Regions from separate parts of the Sus scrofa genome. Here region 1 is linked to region 2. Evidence: chromatin contacts called from public promoter capture Hi-C data. All regions are on one chromosome and are shown on one strand. The core of a region is the stretch at or near the end of the contact, and the rest is flanking DNA. Distances in the headings are between cores, read along the strand shown.

Region 1 (5,305 bases), core at 74-2,573, 1.5 Mb before region 2:
ACATTTTCTAATTGATGGCTTTCAACTCCCTGATGACTTGCTAAGACAAACCAGGGATTTATGTTAGATAAAGGGGATCTGTATTAATTGTAATTATAAGTAATGAACCTCAAAAAATAGAACAATTATTACTATTTTTTTTATGGCCACACCTGTGGCATATAGAAGTTCCCAGCTAGGGGTCGAATTGAAGCCACAGCTGAGGTCTATACCACAGCCACAGCAACGTCAGATCCAAGCAGCATCTGTGACCTACAGTGCAATGCTGGATCCCCAACCCACTGAGCAAGGCCAAGGATCAGACCTGCACCCTCGTGGACACTATGTCGGGTTCCCGACCCGCTGAGCCACAACAGGAACTCCTAAAACAATTATTTAAAGGCTTCTCTTTATGATTGAACAGTTGAGTCTCACTGTGTTTGGAGTGAGAATACAGAGTGAGAAACAGAAAGCAGATGTGCTCATGGTTGAGATTCTCAGTAGATGTTTCATGCCATGTAGCCGCTGTGAAGGTTTTGACCATTGTGTAGTTTAAAATCATTGTGATTCACTGTTGTATGTTGCTTAACTCTTGGCCACAATGGCAAATTCCAGTGAGAAATCTTCTCTCTTACCTCATCCTTTAGAAACAAAGTATAAGAACTATCAAAATAAAACATTTTCTTTTTTTTAAGGAGTTGAAATGGAAGAATTTCAAATTTCAAAGGTCAGGAGAGCATTTTTTTTTTGATCTTTTGATGTGGTGACTTACGGTTTAATTCATCTACATTATGGTATACATTCAGTCTTGGGACAAAAAAACAACATGCTGATTTTTGAACTTATTTTCAGACAAGTCGTGTATCAGCTAATTCAGAGTAATTCAAATTGCATGCACCCCCCCCGGGGGGGGCCCTCAAAATTTGTATCTATACAAATGTTACTAGAACTGAGATTAAATAAAATTTAAGTACCTTTTAAAATAGTATGCTGAACTTAAATGATCTTTGTTTTTCTTAAAAAAAAAACCCATCCTAGTCGGTCATTTATCATGGAAAAATGTACCAATTTACACAAATTCCTAAAAGGGGTTTGAGATGATACATCGCTTGGAAATTTATGGGCCAAAAGGATTTAGGAAACTTGTTGGATACTTTGGTTAACAGTCTCTTATTCTTTCTAGTTTCAGTGCTACTGAATTCCAAAGTAGGATTCAACTTTGTACTTTATGCCTGCACACACACCTTGCGATTGCACCTGCCAGACAACGCGCGGAGTCCTCCAGCCTTCAGAGGGCACAAATGATCGCCTTTTGTTGCGGAGCATGCGCTGTAGTTCTCTTTCCTGGGGGCGTGGGCGTGGGATCGGATTGCGCACGCGCGGCGGTGGCGGGGCGGGTACTGGGCTGTCAGGAGTCCGCGGAGGAGGAAGCGGTGGGCAGCGTGCGTTGTAAGGGGCGGGACCGCGAGGCCTGCGGTGGATCTGCCGGGCTATGGGGGGTTGCCGGGGCGTGCGGCCGCCTGGGCCGGTGGTGGTGGCCGCCACCGTGATGGTGCTGCTGAGCTGCGTGGGGCCGGCGCGCGGCTCCGAGGACATCGTGGTGGGCTGCGGGGGCTTCGTCAAGTCGGACGTGGAAATCAACTACTCGCTCATCGAGGTGAGCGCCCGCGCCGTGGCCCGGAGCTCGCTGTGTGACCCGGGGCCAATCGCTTAACCTCTCTGAGCTGCGGTGGCCTCGCCTCTGAGGCCAGGCGGTTGCTACCAGCCCCCCATTCTGAGTTCTTTCTTTAGATGCGCCTCTTTCCAAGGTTCTTCACTATCTTCTCTCCTTTCGCGCTAAAGTGGAGGTTCTTATCTTGAGATCCGCTCCAGAGTGGGGGCGGGGGCGAAGCCCTGAAGGTCTGTGCGCGTGGGTTTGAGGGACATTTTTGATGAAGATGATGGTGGTTCATAACTTGTATCAGGTCACGCAAAACTAAAGCAGCCTCGAAATCAAGACCCTAGATTCTCAACACCCGAACTCCAGATCCCCAGAATCCAGGCCCCAGATCTCTTAAAATCCAGTCTCAGCAAGACCCAGATCTCCTCGGAGCCCAGACTCCAGATCCCCTAGAACCTATACCCCAGACCCTTAACCCCCCTGAACCCAGACTCCCTGAGATTCGGATTTCCTGAAACCTATATTCCAGAGCCTAGAGTCTTATCCCCACAACACAGTCCTGCCAAAGTTCCAACCCCCTGGGAAGCTTTTAAAGCGCATGGATTCCCATCCCAGAGATCATGACCCAGTAGGTCTCTATCTGCATCTCTGGGCTGAGAAACTGTGTTTTTAATCTCTTTAGTTTCCCCCGTGGGATCTGTTTTCCTCTGAAAATGGAGAGTTGTCAGCTGCCCTCATTTCCTTACTGAGCAGTTATGGAAATCACACTAGAGATTTGTGTCAAAGTCTATTTATTAGGTTGAAAAGCTCCATGATTATTAGCCCAGTGGAATTAGAACCCAGAAAGCTTTGTGAAGAGGAAGGGAATAGATGGAGGCAGATGAGAAGGGACCTGAAGGAGGGCTGGCTTCTGTTTCAGGAGGGGCCTGAACCTGGGGCAGAAGAAGGGAATTTGAGAAAGAAAAAAGGAAGAGGCCAGGAGATGCCCAAGAGAAGGGAGTGGGGTTTAAGACCGAAGAGGCCCGCTCTCTGAAAGCACATTGAGCTGCCCCGGTGCTGTGGGGAAGGGTCGGACCAGTGTGTTCTACCAAGCAGGTGACTGAGGGCCGGGGGAGGGGTAGGAAGTAGATCCCACACCCCTCTAGCTCTTTGACTTGGCCTTGCCCCCAGTCCCATTTTTTGTTCCTATACCATGGTGTTGGGAGAGAGGCAGCAGAATCTAGCATCATATATTTCCCAAAGAAGTTAGTCAGTCATCACCTTCAAGCCCTTTTATCTGTGGCTTCTCCACTGTTTTTGGTCTTAAGAAGTCAGGTGTTTAATGAGTCTACCCACTGGCAGTGGCAGGGCTCCCGGATGCCCATTGCCATGTCCTGGATTGTGGGCATAGGGTATTTCAGAAGCTGCCTAGAAAGGTTTTGCAACTTGTAGTTTCCTGGGGCACAGGAGGAAAGTGAAGGCAGCTGGGGTACTCCCAGCCCAAACACTAGTAGTGACCTTGAGAGCAGAAGGCAGGTTTTGTGACCTAGTAGGAAATGTGTTCCTTGAGCCCTAGGGCTGCCTGTCCAGATGGTCTGGAACACTCATAATTCTTTTTCTTTTTTTTTAGGGCTCCACCCGTGGCATATGGAAGTTCCCAGGCTAGGGGTCAAATCGGAGCTGTGGCTGCCAGCCTACACCACAGCCACAGCAACTCAGGATCTGAGCCGCATCTTTGACCTACATCATAGCTCACGGCAACACCAGATCCTTAACCCATGAATGAGCCAGGGATCCAACCCACGTCCTCCAGGATACTCGTTGGATTTGTTACCTCTGAGCCACAATGGGAACTCCCACTCATTCGTTCTTAATTTCTGATTATGAACTCAGGCTGTGCACAGATGTGATATATGTTGCCATCCTGGGTCCTGAGCTGTGCGTTATGAGAGCAGTGCATATTAGGTATTTCTTGATTGTATTTTCTGTGGTGTAGTGACGCTTGATTTTTTTTCTTCTCCAGCTTGCTTCCCTTCTGGGTGTTTTTCCTTCACGTTTGTTTAGTCAGTAACTGAGTGAGCCCCTGCCTGTGCATATGCCCGGTTGGGGTATAGCATGTCGGTGAAGAGAGCAGACAGAAATCCCTAAAAAAGAAAACTATATTCATTGCTGATACTTTAATAGTCAGGAGATTTCACATTAAAAACCGCCTCTCTGGTTTCTTCGGCAAACCAGCTGATCTTTGGGGTTGCAAGACTTGGTTTGGCTAAAGTAGCAATCTATCTAAAATTGCTACTCAAGAAAAATGCATGCTGACGTACTTCCCTGGCCCTTCTGACCAGGGCGATCTTCAATCTCTGCTTTAAGTGCATGTACCTGAATATCTCTAAGGCTTGTGAGTGAATATTTATTCACTGCCTGTCTAAATAAGACACTGGCCCAGGCACCTGGAGCCATGGTCACTGCCTACAGGGAGCCTGCAATCTACGCGTAATTTCCCTCCGTTTTTTTTTCTAAGTGTGGGCATTGTGAATTTGCTGCTTTATACATTTTCTTAGCTGGTGTGACCTGATTCTGTGATTTCTCTGTTATAGTTATAGATTATTAACATGAAAAGTTTCCAGGGAGTTCCCTGGTAGCCTAGTGGTTAAGGATCTGATGTTGTCACTGCAGTGGCTCAGGTTGCTCCTGTGGCACAAGTTCAGTCCCTGGCCTGGGAACTTCCTTCTACTGTGGGTATTGCCCAAAAAAAAGTTACTCCAAGTATTGGGACTCTTTGGGAGTTAATACAGATCCCTGGCCTTCACCCCGGACCTTGTTTAGAAACAGAAATGGGACTTGGGATTGGTATTTTTAACAGGCCCCTTACTAAGAGCAAAATCTGAAAATTTAAGACTCAGAAACAACATAGAGACAGCCACTAAAATAAACTGAAAAGCATTGAAAAATATGACTTTGGACCCGTTGTGGCACAGCAGAAATGAACCCGACTAGTGTCCATGAGGATACAGGTTCGATCCTGGCCTCGCCAGTGGGTTAAGGATCTGGTTGCTGTGAGCTGTGGTGTAGGTCACAGATGCAGCTTGGATCTCCTGTTGCTGTGGCTGTGGTGTAGGCTGGCAGCTGTAGTTCCGATTCGACCCCTAGCCTAGAACTTCCATGTGCCGCGGGTGCAGCCCTAAAAAGCAAAAAAAAATGAAAAAAAAAAAAAAAAGAAAGAAAAAGAAAAGATAAACCTGACTTTTGGGGTAGTTTCTAAACAGAAAATATCAGATCGCATAATTCTGGGGATACCTTGTCTTACTTCCCTCCGTCGGTAAGGCTCAGTGTTAACAGCTCCGTTTGCTAGGTCCTCAGCAGAGGCATTTTGACTGGAGGCCTTCAGGTGCCTTGTGTGTGCTCATGCCCAACGGTGACATCATGACTTCTCTTTCCTTCCTTTCTAGATAAAGCTGTACACCAAGCATGGGACTTTGAAATACCAGACAGACTGTGCCCCTAACAATGGTTACTTTATGATCCCCTTGTATGATAAGGTAAGTGCAGGGAGGGCTTTAGTCTTTTATGATGGGAGCTGGTCTCTGTGACCTGCCGGGCTGTGTTGACTGCTCACGTGTGTGCGCTTCCCCACGTGAGCAGGTTCCCCTCTCTTCTGTCGATTGTAAGTGGAAGATGGCCGTTCTGGCC
Region 2 (4,902 bases), core at 1,508-4,007:
ATTGCAAGCGTGAAAGCTTCAAACCTGAACACAGAAAGTAAACTCAAGACCCCAACTTGCTTTTAGACAAACACCTGACCTCCAAAACATGCATCAGTTAACATTTAACCCGCAGTCATAAAAAAAATCAAACAGATCCACTAGATTAAGCTTACAAGTCAAAGTGAAAGGGAGAACAGACCTCAAAGACACACACTGCACCTATACCAGCAAAACCAGAAGCATTTCTACAGGAGTTCCCGTGCTCAGCAATCAGCAAACCCGACTAGCAACCATGAGGACGTGGGTTCGATTCCTGGCCTCGGCCAATGGGTTAAGGATCCTGTGCTGCCATAAGCTGTGGTGTAGGAAGCAGACATGGCTTGGATCCCCAAGTTGCTGTGGCTCTGGCATAGGCCAGGGGCTAAAGCTCCGACTGAACCCCTAGCCTGGGAATCTCCAAATGCCACAGGTGTGGCCCTAAAAAGATAAACAAACAAAAAAATCCAGAGAACCCCATATTCTGTCCAAAATACCCATCAGCAACAGAGACGAAGGACCAAAGTTATTTACACTGACAAAATGAGAGGCCATTGAGTGGCTCGGCTCAAGTCTAAGCCAATGAGGGCAGTTTGTTAGCCGCCCCCATGCAAATGAGGAACCACCAGTTGTTCATTTTGCCCCAGGCCTCCACATCTCCCTTCAGATACCTCACACTCCACAAGCAATTGTCAACTCACCATTCTACCTGGAGAACAAAGTAAAATGTGATATAAAAATGAACAATTTTAACCAGTTCCTAATTCTGTTTAAACTAACTAGGTAAAGGAAGCACCGTTTAATTTTACAAGGGCAATTACAACACACAACACCATGTGAGACCACTTTGAAGGTTCTTAAATGTGGAAGACAATCAATTCTTACCTTATTTAGCCTGCCTGTGAGGTTCACAACAATTTTCCCAGCTCTATGATCGTCGATGATTTCAAATTCGCCAATGTAACCTATAAAACACAAGACACTGAATTGAAAACAATTTTTAATATTTAGACGGCAACACCCAAAACTATCAACCCTGAAATTTTAAAAAGGGGATGATTTCCTGTCCTTTCATAGCTTCCCACTCCCAAGCCCAAGACGTTCAGCAATCCTCCACTCCACCCCAAGGAGCTCCCAAAGCCCTTTCAATGAGGTGCTGCAGCTGCAATTATCACAAGACGACTATTTTAGGTGCCAAACACCTAGCAGGACAAGTCACAAACTTCCTCCTTACCCACAGTCCTAATCTACCCTAGCATTTCTTAAACAGCATCACTTGTCTAGACTATCCTGTCCACAGCCCAAATCAATTACAGTACTTCCCACGTAGGACTGACACCTCACCCCCATCTTCCTAGGCCTCTCCCCTACAATTTCTACTGGACTCTTTCTGTAACAGGTTTACCTCAAAACAAAACACATTAAGACACTTACCATGCTTCATCATCACAGTTAGAAACCTGACGATGACTTTGGAGCACGGCCTAATAAGAACCTGGCGTTTGCCTCTCTTTTCGGCATTGTTGATGCTCTTGAGGGCATCGGCCAGGACATTCATGCGCACCATTGTGGCTGTTCAGGGAAGACAAAACAGGGGTATTAATGCCATGGCCATTAACAGACACCCAATCATTCCACGGCTAACACATGCTTTTCTTTCTACCTCTATCAAGGTTCCCATCTCTACACAGGCTGGTTCCCTTGTAGCCCCGAAAGAATATGTCACCTACCAAAATGAAAACACCAGCTATGGTAGGCCAGTTAATTCAGAAAGGGAGCAAATGGTCACCATCGATGATTTCCAAATTTCTGAAAACCACCAGGACCTTTACATAAACCAACTCAGTGTCGGCCTCGTCCTAAACATCGCAAGATACCACTTGACTTTCTCCTAACGCCCGTAACTATTAAAACGACTGTACAGGTGCCACCCAAAATTATGCCCCACAGCAAGCATACCATAGTGGCAAGTATGTTACTTGCACCTCATCAGACTCTATCCCAACAGACACGAACTTACCTAACAAAGTTTTGAAAGCTAAGGACAAGGGCCAAAGCATGCTTTCAAACGACAACAGGAGGAGTCCGACCGGCTTCCTCAAGCTCAACAAGTGTCTGGGGGAAAACCTGGAGCCCAGAAGACACCAGCAAACCTCCACCCCAAGCAGGGTGCAATCTTCCCTGCCGAAGGGGCCTCAGACTCCCAAGCTCCCAGCGCGGCCGCAGCAATGGGAAGCTGTACGGCCCATTAGGGTCCCAGACTCCGATACTTCCCGCCAAGGAGGGGCCTCATCTACTAAGGGCGGTACTGGCATCGCCGATCGCGTAGGGGGTCCGGGTCGACCGAACAGTCGAAAAGCTCCGGGTCCAGCCAGGGCTGCGGCCTGCGCCCCACAGCCCGGACTCCCCAGAATGCAGAGCATGGGGCGGCTGAGCATGACTCTCTCCTCCGCCTGCTCAGACCCCCGCGAGGCCAGTATTCCCGGCACAGGAGGCCGCCGGCATCCTCGCAGGGAACCAAGACCGAGCCTCAGACCACAGGATGGCACCGATAGCGAACGGATAAAGTTGGATCGCTCAGAGAAAGATACTCACCGGCACGGAAAGATGGCGGAAAGAGGAAGGGAGGGGCGAGCGCACGGAATTATGGGAAGAGGTCAGGCTATCGCGAGACTTTCAAAGCCCCGCCAAAAACAAAAAAAACAACAAAAGAAGGATTGCCTAGCGGAAGGAGGTGGGTGAACGGGCGGAGTCTCCTCAGGGGTGGGCAGTAGAGAGTGGATGGAATCGAACACCCCAGGCGCTATCTGAGGGAGTTTATAGAAGGGCAACGCTAGCCACCGGATCGATTTCTTTCTAGCAACTAATCTGTTAAAATAAACAAGTGACAAGAGCCTAGATATTTGCACGTTTTTACTGCAATAACTGGTCACCATTTATAAAATTTTGATACTTAAGTATTTACAGTATCTATGGAAGAACCCGCAGAAATGTGTAATTGCCTCTGAGGAGGGCGTTAGGAACTGGTAATGGGAAGAATTGCTTTTTCCCTACAGAAATTCGTTCGGGGTTTTTTCTTGTGTTTGTGGGTTTTTTGCTGCTGCAGCTTGATGTGGGATCTCAGTTCCCAGACCAGGTATTGAACCCAGACAGCAGCGGTGAAAGCACCAAAACCTAACCGCTAGGCCGCCAAGAAACTCCTTAAATTAAAAAAAAAAAGACCTCTTTGAGTTTGCTTGTCATCCTTGCAGAGGAACCATGATAATCTTCTCTGCATGGGTCCAATTTTAGTATAGTGTGCTGCAGAAGCCAGCTCTCCCTTTGTTTCTTGGAAACGTGTATGGATGACTTTTTCAAAGCAGTCAAAAACTTTTCCCGCTGTGCCTCTTGTGGCTGCGGGGGGGCGGATTGGATCCCCGAACATGGCTGCAGTGGGTTAAAGGATACGGTGTTGCCGCAGCGGCGGCTGAGATTCAATTTCTGGCCTGGGGAACTTCCATATGCAGTGGGGGCAGCCATAAAAATTAAAAAGTAAAAAAAAAAATTTAAAAATTGATGCTTCCTTTTGGACTCTCCCTAAATGTTAGAAATTATTGGAGTTTCCAGTTGTGGTGCAGCGGAAATGAATCTGACTAAGAACCATGAGGTTGAGGGTTTGATCCCTGGCCTCACTCAGTGGGTTAAGGATCCAGGGTTGCCGTGAGCTGTGGTGTAGGCCGGCAGCTGTAGCTCCAATTTGACCCCTAGCCTGAGAATCTCCGTATGGCTCAGGTGCGGCACTAAAAAGTCCCCCCCCCCCCCGCCCCCCAAAAAATTGTTTACTGGAGTTTCAGACTTTTCTCTCAGTTCTGAGATAACACAGTTTGGAAGAAAGCCACAAGTGTTTTGAAATAAATGTGCAGCCTCTTAAAGGTTATTGCTAGGGTCAGATGAGCTAAGGTGCCAAAGGGCTCGTCAAAGCCCTGGCATGTGGCAAATACTCAGTAAGTTGTTCCTGAAGTCAGGGGTCTGATCGCTCCAGAGGGAGTGAATTCTAGCTCTGCTCTTTCTGAAGCTGGGTGACCTCAGGCTAGTTACCTAAAATCTGAAACTGCTTCTTTAGCCTTTCCTCCAGGCTTTCCCACTTACCCTCCCTTCTGTCTTTCCCACGTGGCAGTTAGAGTTACTGTTGTGGCTCAGAGGATTACTAGGATCCATGAAGATGCAGGTTCGATCCCTGGCCTTGCTCAGTGTGATCTGGTGTGGCTGTGGCTGTGGCTGTGGTGTAGCCAATTGGACCTATAGCCTGAGAACTTCTATATATGGCCCTATAAAAAGCAAAAGCAAACAAACAAATAAAAAATTAAGCCAGACCATGCCCTCTTCAAGGGGTCTTATCAACTCAGTAAAATCCAAATTCCTTGCAAAAGCTTACAGGGTCCTCCCTGAGATGCACACCAGTCTCCTTGCGCAGGAAAAGTGACCTCTTCCCACTGCTTGCTTTCCAAATATGCTCAAGCATATTCTGCCTCAGGACCTTTGCATCTGCTTTTCCCTTTAAGGTGAATGTTCTTCCCCTAGTTTACCAGGAAGTTTGCTCCAACTCCCTTTTCCTCAGGTCTGTCTTCAATCACACAAACTCACTCACACAGCCTCCTCCCCACTCCCTCCAACCCCACTGCCCTGCTTAATTTTTCTATGTAGCATTTACCATGTGAAATATTGTCAAGTGTAATTTACGGTCTGTCTCCATTCAGCAAGCGGGGATGTGGTTGGTTTTGTTCCCTGCTGTACTGTGAACCGGAGTTTGGCACTTGCCAGCACCTGCCATCAGCCTCTATAAGGATTCTATCATGAGTCTCTGCAGCTACCAACCCAAGGCACCCACCCTCCACCCCGCTCAGA

Evidence for each region. Promoter capture Hi-C pulls out the DNA fragments that hold promoters and counts their contacts.
Region 1: a promoter capture Hi-C map of liver shows a contact between it and region 2, with 15 times the contacts expected there. The contact joins the promoter of LOC100626015 here to the promoter of RPS15A in region 2. A contact is called at or near these places in 1 of 5 promoter capture datasets (liver) and 2 of 47 Hi-C or Micro-C datasets (heart right ventricle and skeletal muscle).

Annotation. Positions count from the first base shown.
Region 1 is chr3:28,254,079-28,259,383 of Sscrofa11.1, reverse strand. It overlaps LOC100626015 (nodal modulator 1), which reads left to right and starts at 1,323. Exons shown (of 31, transcript XM_021086558.1): 1 at 1,323-1,636; 2 at 5,065-5,154. The coding sequence starts at 1,472.
Region 2 is chr3:26,774,516-26,779,417 of Sscrofa11.1, reverse strand. RPS15A (40S ribosomal protein S15a) reads right to left here and starts at 2,757. Exons shown (of 5, transcript XM_021086554.1): 1 at 2,614-2,757; 2 at 1,453-1,590; 3 at 904-983. The coding sequence starts at 1,585.